Regions from separate parts of the Anser cygnoides genome. Here region 1 is linked to region 2. Evidence: chromatin contacts called from public Hi-C data. All regions are on one chromosome and are shown on one strand. The core of a region is the stretch at or near the end of the contact, and the rest is flanking DNA. Distances in the headings are between cores, read along the strand shown. Region 1 overlaps LOC125179904 (a long non-coding RNA gene). Region 2 holds the start of NCAPG (non-SMC condensin I complex subunit G).

Evidence for each region. A called contact is a pair of places that touch in the nucleus more often than the background predicts.
Region 1: a contact with region 2 is called in a Hi-C map of liver, with 4 times the contacts expected there. The contact joins the enhancer-like site here to the promoter of NCAPG in region 2. A contact is called at or near these places in 2 of 7 Hi-C or Micro-C datasets (granulosa cells and liver).

The regions. Positions count from the first base shown.
Region 1 is chr4:16,861,029-16,868,331 of Taihu_goose_T2T_genome, reverse strand. All of the region lies in intron 1 of LOC125179904 (a long non-coding RNA gene), which reads right to left. Among named protein-coding and RNA genes, the nearest start is that of LCORL, 130 kb to the right of the region's middle. Within about 2 kb of position 4,726, at least 2 of the 3 cell types and tissues checked have open chromatin away from gene starts, as enhancers often do. A contact at or near this core is called in liver, where this site is marked.
Region 2 is chr4:16,618,207-16,625,417 of Taihu_goose_T2T_genome, reverse strand. It overlaps NCAPG (non-SMC condensin I complex subunit G), which reads right to left and starts at 3,591. Exons shown (of 21, transcript XM_013176917.3): 1 at 3,267-3,591; 2 at 2,551-2,760; 3 at 1,432-1,660. The coding sequence starts at 3,377. LOC106035556 (a long non-coding RNA gene) reads right to left here. Exons shown (of 4, transcript XR_010830972.1): 4 at 5,268-6,740.

The DNA of each region.
Region 1 (7,303 bases), core at 3,477-5,976, 240 kb before region 2:
TCTCACTAAACCACTTGTCCTCGTTTCTTTCTTCTATCAGTTCTTTTGTATCAAGCAGAGAAAAATCAAGCAGCTATTCCAAACCGCATGACAGCAGAATAAGACAGAAAGTTCCTAAATCCAGCATGTGGCCTCAGCTGACCATGCAGTATCATAGATTGATCCAATTTTGCAGTTTGACCAGGTTGCCCAGGGCAGTGTCCAGACAAATTTTGGTTGTGCCAAAAGATGGAGATTTCAGAACCATGCTAGGTATCTTCCTCCAGTGTTTGACCTAGCTCAACATGACAGTTTTTTTCCTCATATCTAATTAGAACTTTCCATGGTGTAAATAATTTGTATTGTGCCTCATTCTTTTCCATTTGCTGAAGTGGTCCCTAATTTGATTTTCCTCTAGCATGGGTAGTACTTCACTCTCCTGTAGTATGTCACTAACCATAAGGATATGGGAGGCCTGAAAGTCAATGCAAGAAAGCATAGAATACTTCAGCTTTTTTCCATGTCCTTTGTCACAAGGGGTCCCTGTTTTCCTTGGTCTCCCATTTGTTGCTGTGGTGCCTATAGTAGCCTGTCTTATTGCTCTCCACATCCCTCACCAATTTCAACTCCAGCTGAGTTTGACTTTCACAGTTTCATCCCTCTCTGTCCAAGAAATATATTCCTTCTTTTTTTTTTTTTTTTTCCTTCGTCTACTGCCTTTTCCATCCTCCTTTCTGAATTTGAGTTTAATCAGGAGTCTCCTGATGGAGACTCCATCCCATCCAGGGTGGGGTGACACTTTCTGCACACTGCAGAAGGTTTTCCTTGAAGATCAGCCATTCATCGTGGAACCCAGCAGTTATCTGACCCCTGCTCCCCCCTAGGCAAAGAGAACATATCTTCTAGTTTCCAGAACAAGACAAAGTCTGCTTTCTTACAGCCCAGGGTCATTATTAAGCTGACCACCTTCCTCACTTCCTTTAAATTCCACCATCGCATGGCTGTGGCTGGCTGGACTGCTGTCAGTCATCACATCCCTGATCGGTTCTTCTGACTGATGATTAGCGGGTCTAGCAGAGTGCCTCCCCTATTCAGTTTGTCAAGCAACTCCATCAACCATTGTCCTCTATGCACACCAAGAAATTTCTGGATGGCTTACACCTGACAGTTTTACTTTCCTAATAGGCATCAGGGTTACTGAAGGGTCTTACAAAAACTATAGCTTTTTCCAGTCATTTAAGCAAAGTTTCATCCACTTGCTCTTCACTTGATATCTGGAGATAATGATATCTGTTGTAATATCATGATCTCTGCTGTGATCCTGACACATAAACTCTTGACTGGCCTTTCCATAGAAAAGTTCTATGCATTCAGACACCTTCTTTACATAATTTGTAAACCTCCATCCATTAAACAAGGGTGAATGGTGAGATTGAAGGGAGAGATGTGAGGAACCACATCTTCCTAAAGGGCTGTGCTTCCACTGCTGTGTTCCAGTGAGCTATCTCACCATCTGTGTCATCCCACTGAGGACACAGCTCTGCGCATCAGCATCTAATTCCTTCTGCTTGATTCCCATGCTGTATCTCTACAACATCCCAGCTTTCTCTCTACAACATGCCACATCTAGGGCCCAGGCAAGCAGCAGATCTTCCAAGGCAGCAAATCCTGGACACTTCAATCCCCTGTGGAAGGATGTGTCTGGTCATCATCACCTATTAATTCGTCTTAATAGAAGTGGTTCTGAACCACAGCTTGGGCTCAGATGCCTCCAGTGACAAAGCAAGCTGGTCAACGATTGAAGGTGATGCAGGAGCTACAAGCGCATGAAAGGCAGACAAGGGCAGAGACAGAGTGTACAGTCCCACGGGACACAAACAACAAAACCAGAGAATGTCTACTGATGACAACCAGATTCAACCTACAGTCCAATAAAGTTTACAGCAATAAAGACAAATCCAAGGTTGATCCAGGAAGTCAAAGCAGAATCAGAAAGGTCCAGGACTGGACAAAAAATGTAGCTCATGTGAGGACTAAGGGCAAAGGCTTGAGCTTAATGGCATATGTTGGATAAATGGGCAGGGTACACATGAAGCTGGTCGGATCAATTTTATCCTGTTGTTGTACTCTGTGTCCTGACACCAGAGTGACTTTTTAGTTGTAAAAATCCCCAATATCCTATGAATTTCATGCCAATGGAAAAGTTTTGAAATGTAGCTCTGGAGACAGGAATCCTCTGCACACAAACAAAAGAAAAAAGCCCAAAATGTAGCAGTCCCTGCTGCCAGAACAATGTCAAAGTCCTGGCTTTGGGTGGCGGGTCTGATTTGTGACCTCCTGTTTTCTTTTCCCTCTCTTCCTCCTGAAAGAATGAATTTGCATTGCAGCTCTTCTCTATTTTTTCCTCAAAGTGCTGACTGGATCCCATTTTCTTATCTTCAGGCAAACTAACAGGCTACCACAGAATCATCTTAAATATTGAAATCATTGAAAATAAGTGCCAGATAGTCTCAATCTGTGCTGGGTGTCAGTTGACAATATGGACATTAAAAGTATCACAGGCTATAGTCTCTGTATCTTTCCTTTTACAGAGAGGTACCCACCAACTCATGGTGCAGTGGTAGGTGGCTGCAAACAAAAGTGGATAGAATAATCCAGGAGTCATGTTTAAAGCAAAGTTAATCAGCCATCATTTACCTTTCTTGCTGTCTGGTAATATATGATCCATGTAAACAATTCTGATTTCACCTCATTGAGGATTTTCCCCCATTGTAGACAGTCAAACTGTTTTAACTATCCTGTACTCTACTTTGTAGAAGCTGTTTCATTAACCCATATGTAGATTTCCTGCACCCAGCCAGTCTTTTACTCATTTTCTTGAACCAGTACCAGTCATGACAGTAAGTCACAGTCTAATGGCTATCTCATTCTCAGTCATTAATGAAAACTATTCTTAATATATTTGTAGGAATATGATGGAATTAAATAAGCAGAAATATTTCAATACTATAGCTATATATTATAATAGCAAATTAAAGAAATACTATATACAACTGAAAGATCTTGTGCTGCTTTAACAAATGCTTAAAAACCATAGCATAGAAATGGTTGTAAGGTGATTTTTTTTTTTTTTTTTTTTTGTTACCAACAGAATAAGATAGGTAAAAATTACTTTTAGGCAATCATCTCTACAGACATTAGAGAATGGCCCTGTATTACATGCTTTTCCTCAAGTCTCAAAGGGCAGATAACATTTCAGAGAACAAACATTTCACACAGGTACTAAGTATCAATCAAAAACTCAAAAAAAAAATCATTAATTTTATTATTTGTGCTATAGATCTATCAAGGCTACCGTTGATTTGTTAGGATTACTTCAGGTGACATAATGCTACTAAGAATGTTGTATTACATAAATTGCTTTGCTCCTCAGTCAAATAAGATGAAAAAATGCATTTTTCATTTCATCCCAACGTGGAAAATAATCATTTGTCATGAAGGATTCATACTGCTTACAGTAATTCTTCAATCAGCTAAGAGAAATCTAATAGATAGAAAGGTCATTTGAAAGAAAAGTCAGAGACCAAAAGTTACATTATTCCAGTCACCAACATATTAAAAGAGAGGGGCTAAAATCTTTCCTAATCCCGCTTGGTTTTGTTTGTTTGTAAACACTATAATAAAAATGTGAAGTATAGAACTTTTTCTCAGATGCCGCAGCCCAAAAAAACATCTAATAATTCCACTGAGTCCCTGCATTCAGGAGAAGACAATAAACCCAAAATTCATTCAGTATTTCTTCCACTTAGGAAAAATGTTCGAACTGAACTAAAACAGAAAGAGTTAAGATTTGGCTTGACCACAATCTGCTCTGTCTCTGGTATAATGAGGAGTTCCAATCCATTTATTCATTGCCAGTTGTCATCCTTGTTGCAGTCCCCATCGAAGATATTTCTCACATACACATACAAAAAGCATTTTTTGCCTATTTCCTTTGTAATTACATGGACAGACTTGAGTCTCATTGATCTTACAAGAATGTTTGCATTTTAGGTTACATGTATGGCTGCCATGATCTTAAATCCAGGCACAAATACAGAGATTTTCAGAGTAAATTAGTAAACAGATTCTTAAATGCCAATCCAAAATTGGATTTACATACAAAAGAGCCCTTCTTGGTGAAGGTAAATAGATAATACTGCTTGTGATATTGAAAGGGGCAAACAGTTGATGTTGGTGGACGCGATGTTGCAAAAACAGTTCTCTTTTTTTAACTGACTAGTATATTAATTTTTCCCATACCACTACAGAGTATAATACCTTTAGCAGTTCTTATTGCAAAGGTTATGACCAAACAACAGCTAGCATTGTTAAGACACAAACTAGACATTCAAGACTTTTATTGAGCTAACATTGATACTGAAAATCTAATGTTTTAGATTACTGTAGAGCAAAAGAAAAAATATACATGACAGAAATTGCCTAAAGAATTCAGGCCTGCTCTTTAGCAAATGATTATGCTATAACACTTGAAATGGATCCATCCAGATGGGTGATTCTTATTAAAACTGGAAGTAACACCTTTTAGTAGGATCAACATAAGACCAGATACATTTTGTAACTGTTTAATGGTACTGTTTTTGAGACCTTGTGTTAGCTCATTTTATGAACAGAAAATTCATTCCTTATCTTTTAGATATCCAAAAATAGATACTGGCTTTCAACCCATTTTTTCCAAGCATTGCCTCATTGATCATCAAAAGAGTAAATTATAACAATAACTTGTTACAACTTGCAAAACACTATAAAAAAAAAAAAAAGTAAAATAATAATAAAAATTCTTGGGGTTCATCATCAAGTATTAAATTCTCTCTAATGGACTCTAGTTACAAAGCTATCTAATTTAATTTTTTAAATTAATAGTACCAAGGTCATCTGACAGTACTGCCTGACACCTAGAACATTTCCCTTTTAACAACAGTACACTCTCTATGATTCAGTGTGTTAAAGAAATTACTCTTTTGTCAATTATTAACTTACCTGTTCTGTGGCATATGTTATCATCTGGCACAGATCTATTTTTTCTGTTAATATTTCATTTCCTTTGAGATCTGTTCATTTCAGTTTGTTCTACAAGAAACTGAGTTAAAATGCAAGAGTTTGAACTGTCATTTGAAAGTATAAAGGTATGAACCACAGTTTGTGCAAACAGTTGCTTCCAGCATAATTTAAAGGGTTATTTTTACCTTCAAACTCTGAAGGAAATAAAAAAAATAAATTTAAAAAAAAGGAAAAAACATTGCTATTGTCTAAGTAGCTACGCAAACTAGATTTTTTCCATACCTCAACTCTGTCTTTGAGGTATAAAATCAGATAATTCCATTAGTTCATACTTCCATTTCAGCAACAACACATTAGGCACTGAAATAGTTTGAGAATTAATTTTTCTGGGAACGTTTAACAAATCATTGCTCAGGTACTTTGTGAGAGCTTCTTAGTTAAATAAATTAAAAAAAAAAAAAAAAAGTCTATATAGTGGTGGAACAGTAAACTAAGTAAAATGTTCCCAAAAGAACCAAATGTAATGTAAAACATTAAATAAACATGGCATTAGAAACTTAGTTATTGAAGCATATTTTGTCTCTTACTGATCTGTGTTTTCCTTGTATGTCTTTTAGAAATGCTGGAACAGTTTGAAACACTGTGTTTTCAAGGTCAAGCTCAGATAAAGTGTGAATCCTTCCTAAGAGCATGATGTAAAATATTCTTAGTTGTTTCACAAAACTATCAACTTCTGAGGATCCTTCTTCAATTTACACATTGCCAAGTGGCCTTATTTCTTTGGGATAACATTACGACTATTCATGTTTGCAAAATCACAGATTCCTTGTAAAATCTTTCAATATTTACCTGCTAAATGGCATTCCTGAAATTCAATCTGCTTAGTAGAAATTACACTGAAAGATGTGTAGGGCTACATAAAGCAATTTTTACCTAGCCCTAATTGTTCTTATTTACTAAGAAGTGCATCATAATTGGCCATACAGCATCATTCTGATAGGAAAATTTTGAGGTCTGTGTGACAAAGCAGCAGAGCAAGACAGAGAAAGAAGAGAATATATTATTTATTTTTCCACGTTGCACTACAATATTCATAACAACCACAGCATGCCTGCTGATTCTGCACGCATTTGAGAAGAGAACATAAATGGAGGGAATGTAGAAGTTACTCATTGAACTGCCATATTTTTTACTAGTTCAAATTCAGTGGTTGCAGCTAAACGGTGTATAGAGTTAGCATTGCTTCGTAAGTTCTTAAAGGGGGAAGTGGTTAGAAGTTGTAACAAATCTAACTGTCCTCACAGTTAACATGGGAAGAAATAGAAACATGTCAAGAAATTCTTATTAACTACCTTACACCTTTGATATGGCATTCTAAGTACTCTCATGCAGGTATAGAAAATAAAATGAAAGATCTCTGGCTCAGACAAATTATCATTTAATTAGACAACAACTCCTTTTGCCAAGGGAAGAGCGAATAAGAGTATTGTACCTCCTCTTGTACAAGAGTATTGTTCCTCTTTCTTCTAAAAATACCTTCTCCTGATGTAAGTCTGAAAACATTGTAACAACAACCATAGTAAAAAGGCTCAAGCCAGAAGGCCTGTGTGTAAATATGAAACAATGCATTGGTTGAAATCTCATTTCTGTACTGTAGTAATAAAAATTAAACTATATTACTTAAGTATTTTCAGGTTTTCATCCTAAACACTCTTGCTTCATGATCCAAGTTCCAATAAAGCTCAACAGCTTTAGATCTACTGCATCTATTTGCAGCTATATTTAGACATTTAACAAGATTCCAATATTTAAAAAATAATAATAATTCAAAAGGGAAATAAATTCAAATATATATAGATAAATAATTCAAAATAAAAACAAATTGAATTGTTCAGTTTCTATGTGCATTCATAAAGTTCAATTTTCAAATGTAAATTTAATGCAATTGAAGTGCTATTCCAATAAAAGTGATTTTATTTCCTCAGATGTTCACTCAGATAATTATGTTGTATTATGGTATATCACTGAAGGATTGTAAATGTTATTCTTACCTTCCAAGTGTAAAATTTACAAAAGTAGGTATAAAACCCAAGCATGTTGTAAAGTTTGAAAAATGCCTATCTCAGGAAGAGTAGGATAGAGATCAAGCAAAGGTACCAGGGAAGACTGGCTTTCAAACTACATAAATTCCAGGACACTGTAAAGTAAGTAAAGGACATCTTTCAAAAAGTTAGTGTATGACCTTGATTGCTTTTGACTTCAT
Region 2 (7,211 bases), core at 2,342-4,841:
GTTTAGGGTCACAAGCAATTGTAAACTGAACTATGACTTTAAAAGTAAATCAACTGCAGAAATAGCATTGGCAAACATATGTAGAATCTTCAGACTCTGAAAGTCACCGCTCTAGATCCTACCTACAAATAACCACTTTGTCATTAACTGACCAAAAAAAGCTTCCACATGTTGGCTCCTTAGGACCTCTATTCACTGTCAACACATCCTCATTACCTTTGGGGTGGATCCTCAAATTTTCCTATAAATTGAAGATTGACATCTCCATGTGAAGAATAGCTGGCAGTTACTGAAAGGGAATATGTTAAAAGCAGAGCAGCAAGCTATTGTACTGAGGAGGAAAGGCAGGAAGTCTACTGAGAAATAAGGATTCATCAGGCTTCACAAATAAGGTACACGAAAGCTTCGGGGAAAATTTTCTGAAGGTGTTAGAAAAATAAATTAGAATGACAGAACGATAAAGGATTGTATTGGTCCTTTGCTTAGCAGGAAAAGAGGTATATATCTCTTGCAATACTTTTGATTATATTCTCACCCCTTCTTCAGGCAAAAAGTTAAAAGTAGCAACAAAAAAATTAAAATCAGAGAACACTTGAACTGTCCTTCTTGCTCTGAGACTACTTTGATTCACTATGAAATTTATATGCTCTTAAGAAGCTTAAACAAAACATTTAGAAAACAATTTCAAAGAAGGTACTTAAACAACAAAAAGAACCCAGCTAACTAACGTACTCTAACTTTACAAACGTACAGTCCACCTACCATAGCACCAAACCTTGAGGTAGAGGTCTAATCAAGAATCATACTGTCCAGAAAAGAAACCCACAAACAGCATAAAAACAGCATGAAGAAACCTGAGTTCTAGAGGCACTAACCTCTTAAAGAAACCGATCCACGAGCAAGACGAGACTCAAAAAGAGTCAGGGGTTAAACATACTTAGGTCAACAATCCCAATAACCAATTTGCCTCTCTGATATAGCTGACTGCCATCATTTGGACAAAAATCACCTATTCTATTACCATTTCTAATCCTTTAAGTGTTTTTTTACAAATTCAGGTCAACTAATAGTCCAACAGCAGACTCAGAGTCTGAACAGAGCAAGAACACATTGTATCTCCATCCCAACTTGCAACACACACTATTACCCTTCCTATCCCACAAATCCCACAAAGTTTATAGAACAGCCTGAGCCCAGTGTGATTTAAGCCCCAAAGGATATCTCCGTCAGGCAGTTCTGCCTTCTCCCCTTGAACATATGCAACTCTTGTAAATACAACCTCCACTCACAAGGAGATACACTATTTACTAGCAACTGCACGAAGAATGCCTCTAAGAATTGCTTACTCAATGCTTCAAAAAAAAATTAAAGTAAATCAATGTAAGTCAATAAGTTCTTCTTAAACAAAAGAAAATAAACAATACTACTTACTATTAGCAACAGGACAGTTTTCATCCTTAGGGTCTTGAAGTCTCGACAGGGCCAAGACAGCTTGAATTCTCACATCCGAAAATTTATCTTTAAGTCTAGTCATCATAGCTTCATTAATTTTATCAAATAAATCATCATCAATCTGAGCATTCTCTGGCATACTTCCCAAAAGCTTATTAACAAGCTGGCACGTTCGAAACCTAACTGCATGGCTGTTTGCATTGTGAGACTAGGGGGGAAATGGAACAGAGTGGGGATGGAAGAAAAACCAAGAATGTATACTTATAATCACATTTTTTACATTTCCATTACAAGGTTATTAACATGCACGTATTAGAAGTTAATATTCTATATAGAACATTAACTATGCATTTCTATATTTCAAAAACCCCTTCCTATTTTAATAACATTAAAAATTCACAGCACTGAAAAACGTTTATGGCCCACCACGTATAATAACAGCACTTTACATAACTAGCAATGCCTTCACAAAGGAAGAAACATGCTCACTACTCAGTGCAGACCACTACACGAGCTAACTTAATCCTCTGTCTCCATAAAACATTAGAAGAAAAAGAAAACAGTAACAACAACTAGTGATCCTGGCATTACCAATGATTTTTCTGTATCAAAACAATAGCTTAAAAAATAACTATTTGTGCTTTCATGCTATTGGAACTGACGGTCTTCTTTCTACATGTAACTCTTGCAGTAAGCAGAGATTAATAATACCTGTGCCACTCAAACCTATGTGAAAAATCTTGGGATATTTTTACTTGTCAGTGAAGCAATATAAGTTAATTTCACACTTATAAATGCACCACAGTAAAGCCTTTAATTACACACCCGGCTGCCAAACAAGAAAACAATCCATATTTTCGCAGAGGCTTAACTTTTAAAATCTGTTTTGCGGGGGCGGTGTTGTTTTTCTCCCCCCCCCCTTTTTTGTATTGCGTGCATAAATAAATGTTTTTGTTTTGTAAATCATAAAGCACTAGCCTTGCCTTTCTTTCACTTTGAAGTTTACGGTTCGTAGATAACACCATAAGCGTGAGCAAGTTTTCCCCACCATGTAAAGTTTCCATTTGTCATGTTAAAGATACAATAGTATTACTGTACCTCAAGCAGAAAGTTAAACACATAATTCAGAAGCAAGTTATCTTCTTCTCTTTCCTCGCTACTCTCCCCTTCCTCCGGTTGATAAAATGAAGTAACAAATTTAGCCACAAAATTGATCAGCTGCTCCACTGCTGGTTCCCGTTTGTAGACTATCATAGCATACTTAAGGAAATGAATGAATTTTTCATGGAAATCTGCCTTATCTTCCAACTGAAAAAAAAAAAAAATCAAACCACAGCAAGCGATAACTACCAGTCTTATCCTTCAAAAGCAGCCTTTAAAAAACGGTTTTATAATCGGCGCCGCTCATTTAAATGTTTAAAGCGCTGATGGCAGCAGCTCAGGTATAATAACACGGAGTATTTCGGTTGGTTAAACAGCCCCATTGTCCCTAAGCCTCTACACAGGGCTCCGTCCCGGAGCTGCCGGTTACTTGCTGCAGTGTCGGGACCCCGCCGGCCACCCTGGGTCCCCGTCAGCCGCTGTCACCCCGCCTGCCCCCCCGCTACCCGAGCGCCTTCTGGCCCCATTTTCCCCTCTCAGCTCGGAGATTCACGCCCCAGATGGGCTCCCTACAGCAGCCTGGCGTGCCCTGGCTCGTCCTTTAACCGCAGGGCTCCTCTGCGGCAAACTGAGAGGAGAGAAGGCTGGAGAGGCCCCCCAGGAGACCACTACGCCACTTTTTCCCCCTCAGCCTCCGCCGCCCGCCCCTCTACCTGGCTGTAGGCGCTCCTCAAAGCCACGACGAGCTTGGCGTGGTTCTGGTGCGGCTTCTGCGCCAGCCGAAAGGCTTCCTTCACTTCCAAAGGCTTCTTCGCCACTCCCATGGCTGCGGCCCCGACCTCCCTTCAAGGTCCCTACCCCGGGCTCCAAGGACCGGAGAGGCGGCAGGAGGGCACCAGACGCGGCCGGGCTGCGCCTCGGTCTTGCCTCAGCCTTCCCTCAGAGCTCCCCTCAGCGCTCGCCGGCGCCGCGCGCTCCCCGCCAACCGCCCCCAGCTTCAAAATCGGCGCGAGCGCCGCCGCCCGCTCTCGCGAGAAAAGCCGGCGGCGCATGCACGCCCCCGCGCGCGTGCTCGCCTCCGAGCACGCGCGCCCAAGGGGCGGGGCGCCGGGGATCGGGGGGGGGGGGGGGCGTTGCGCTGCGCCGCGCCTCTGCCGGGCGGGCCAATGGCGGGCGGGGAAATGGCGGGCGGGGAAATGGCGGGCGGAGTCGTGCCTCAACCCGTGTGCCGCCATCTTGTGGGGAGCGCGGAGCTGCGCGGGGTTGGGGGGGCGGTACATGTGTGCAGAAAAGGAGGTTTAGAAATCAGCTGAGGCTAGGGGCTGGTGGAGGGAGGAGGTGGGGACGTTTGGTGGAGGGAGTGACCGCTTGCTTTCCGCTGGGGGTAGTGGCCAGGTTGCAGGGTTTGGGGTTTTCTCGTTTTAGGAAGGCGTGAGGTTATCTCCATGCCTGTGCTGGAGCTCAGTTTGTGACTGTTCTAGAGCAAGGGTCAGTAAAAGCAGAAATTAAAAGGAGGTGGGCCGTCTATAGGATATAGAGCTACTGGAGTGAGTCCAGAGGAGGGCTATGAAGGTTATGAGGGGACTGGAGCACCTGTCATACGAGGACAGGCAGAGAGAGTTGCACCTGTTTAGCCTGGAAAAGAGGAGAGTGAGGGGAGACATCATCAATGTGTATAAGTGTCTGAGGGGAGGGTGTCGAGAGGATGGAGCCGGTCTCTTCAGTTGTACCCAGCGACAGGACAAGAGGCAATGGGCACAAACTGAAACACAGGAGGTTCCAGCTCAATATGAGGGGGCACTTCTTTACTGTGAGGGTGACAGAGCACTGGAACAGGTTGCCCAGAGAGGCTGTGGAGTCTCCTCTGGAGATACTCAAAACCGGCCTGGATGCCATCCTACACAGCGTGCTGTTGGTGATCCTGCCCCGCCCACGGGTTGGACTAGATCTTCAGAGGTCCCTTCTGACCTCAACATATCTGTGATTTTGTTACCCCAAAGCAAGTGGGGTAGCAGGCCAAGCCCTGCCTGTGTCTAAAAGTAATAAAACCCCTTTCTTACTGAAACATCTTTCCGTTTTGTGTCATCTGTAAGGGGGCAGGAATGATAAAGAGTTGTATCTGTCTTGTTGGAAAGAATATTTGTGTTCTTTCCAGATTGCATCTTTTACTAGTGTAAATTTTCCCCTGCATTTTCAAGCATTTGTTGTGAACCTACTGTATCCTTTGAAGTGAGAATAAATTCTGTATCTCATTAAGAAGTGGAAGGTCAAATAAGCTGAAACTCCAGAGACTTGGTTACAGAACATGCTGTGAGAGGGGGAGATGCTTTACAAGAAGCAAGGTGCAGTGGATGATGAGTCAAATGGAAACATTCTGAGCACTTACTAATTAGAAACAACATACAAAAATGTGGACATAAGCAGTTCACTATGGGCTCTAGGAACTTAGGGTAGTTGACATCTATCTGTGTTTAGGCTTATAAAAACATGCCTAATTACCTCAAGCGACAGTAGTTATTTAGGAAGGATGGATGACATACCATTAGGAATGAAAGTGGGTCAAACAGGCATAACCCATCCTGAAGAAGTGTTGGTTTTGTGTGTGTGAGGGATTTTTTTTTGTTTTCTGAGAAAAAAAAATCTAATAGAATAGATGAACACTAGGGGTCAGTATTGTTTCATAGCTGAATCGTCACAGTGTTTAGTAGATTTTTATCAACAAAATAATGGAATGATTTTCCATTTACAAATGTGTCAAGGATTATGGGTTATATGAGCTATTTGTGGAGAATGTACAGCAGCAGCAAGAAAAAAGAAATAAAATCATTTATACATGTGGCAGGAAGATTTTTCAGACATCATACTACCATACATTTCCATGTTATTTGGCAGATACCTACTTTTTAAAGATGAGTCTTTTGTAGGTTCTATTAACTGGTAACATCTGTGGATCTGGACTAATCCCATTCTGTTCCTAGAGAGCAGGAAATGGATTCTATATGTTCAAGTATATTAGTTACATAAAATCATATATGCTAAAACAACTTTCTACATTTTTTTTAGTTGGAGAAACAGTCTTCAAAAGCACCGTTATCAACGGTGAATCCTCAATGAGATTTTGTTTATTTTTTTTGCAAGTTCACATTTTCTGGGAAAACATAATGTGTAATCATCTTTCTATTTAAGATATTTGTGCTGGAAAATTAAATTCATCCAGCTTTTTTTCTACCACAGTAGTCTGTTTATGAAGAAGAGGATTGAAATGGGAAGAGAACAGGTAAAACTTTATGACTCTTGTGGCTTTAAAAACCCAGGACTTTTATTTTAAGTGAAACTAATAATGCAAACTGTATTACTTTTGATTCACATTTGGCAATCCAGTTGTGTCTGCCTGCGCCTCAGATCTACAGATGGAGATTTTCCCCTGTGAATACCTTGCAGTCCCTTATGATCAATTTCCTCCAGGATGTGAGATTTATTTCTTCAGTCTGCTTTAAATATTTCTGCTAGGCTTTGTATTCCTAGATTGAAATGGAAGTCAGGCTTCTGTTGTGACAAATTGAAGTCTAACCTGGTTAGACATACTGGCTTTCAGGTAAATATGCCACAGCAATCCAGATTTCCACAAAGTGTAACTGTCTTCTTGTGATACTAGCTACTTACTTTGTTTAACTGGTGGAAGGATTTGCTGTCAGAGTTTGCAGGTCATGTTTCAGAGCCCTGAGTGTGCTATTAAGTCTTAATGGCCCCTGAGCAGCCTCCCTGGGGTTTCCAGCCTTTGCCCATGGGTCCTGGTAACCTCATTTCAGCTCAGCCCTGGGACTCCAGTCCTGGTCTGAACTAAATGTCAGGACTCAGTGAGAGCCAGCTGCTTCCTTAGGGATGAGGAGCTGAGGGAGAGCAGGACAAGCATGAAGGTAGTGACTATACCAGCTTGGGCCCAGTCCTGCAGTGCCAAGTGAGGTGAGTGGAGGAGGCCAGGAGGAGCACACAGTCCTAACTGAAAAGGAAAGCAATGATGACAATCAGATCTTGGATGCTGCTTCAGGCTTTGGAGGGAAGTGTGCTGAAGATTCTCTCCTTGTCCTTCCAAGTAGTGATCTCATCTGTTAATGCTGTCTCTTTCTGACTGTGTCTGTCTCTTCTGATGGCACTGCTCAAGAGCTTTTCTCTTTCCTTTGTCAGTCCTGTTACGTGAACAGATACACAATGACACAGAGTGAGCAAAACTTGCTGCATGCCATTCATTTTGTGGTAATTTCACTTGTAGGTCACTGGGTAAAAAGCAAGTTAAAAAAGGAGAGTTGTTGCTAACCCATTTAGTTTGTGTTCCAGGGCTTTTGTAACTGTTTCATATGGATGGTTCCAGTTTCCATATTGAAGTATAAGCACAGTAATACTTCATCCATAATAGGGCCATCATTATGCAGTAGTAATCAGAGATTCTGTTTGCCACATTCCTCCAAAATGTGTGTGTAAGTCAGCTACAAAATTGTATACGAGTTTTCAAATAGTTACTATTTTTAGTCAACGAGAAAATCGGCCCTACTTCTGATGAGTTTTGAATTGGACTCTCAAATCCTGTTTGCCTTATGAGAGGGGAGGAAAGGAAAATTGTAAAATAGTTATATAATCCCATCATTGTAATTACCTAAGAT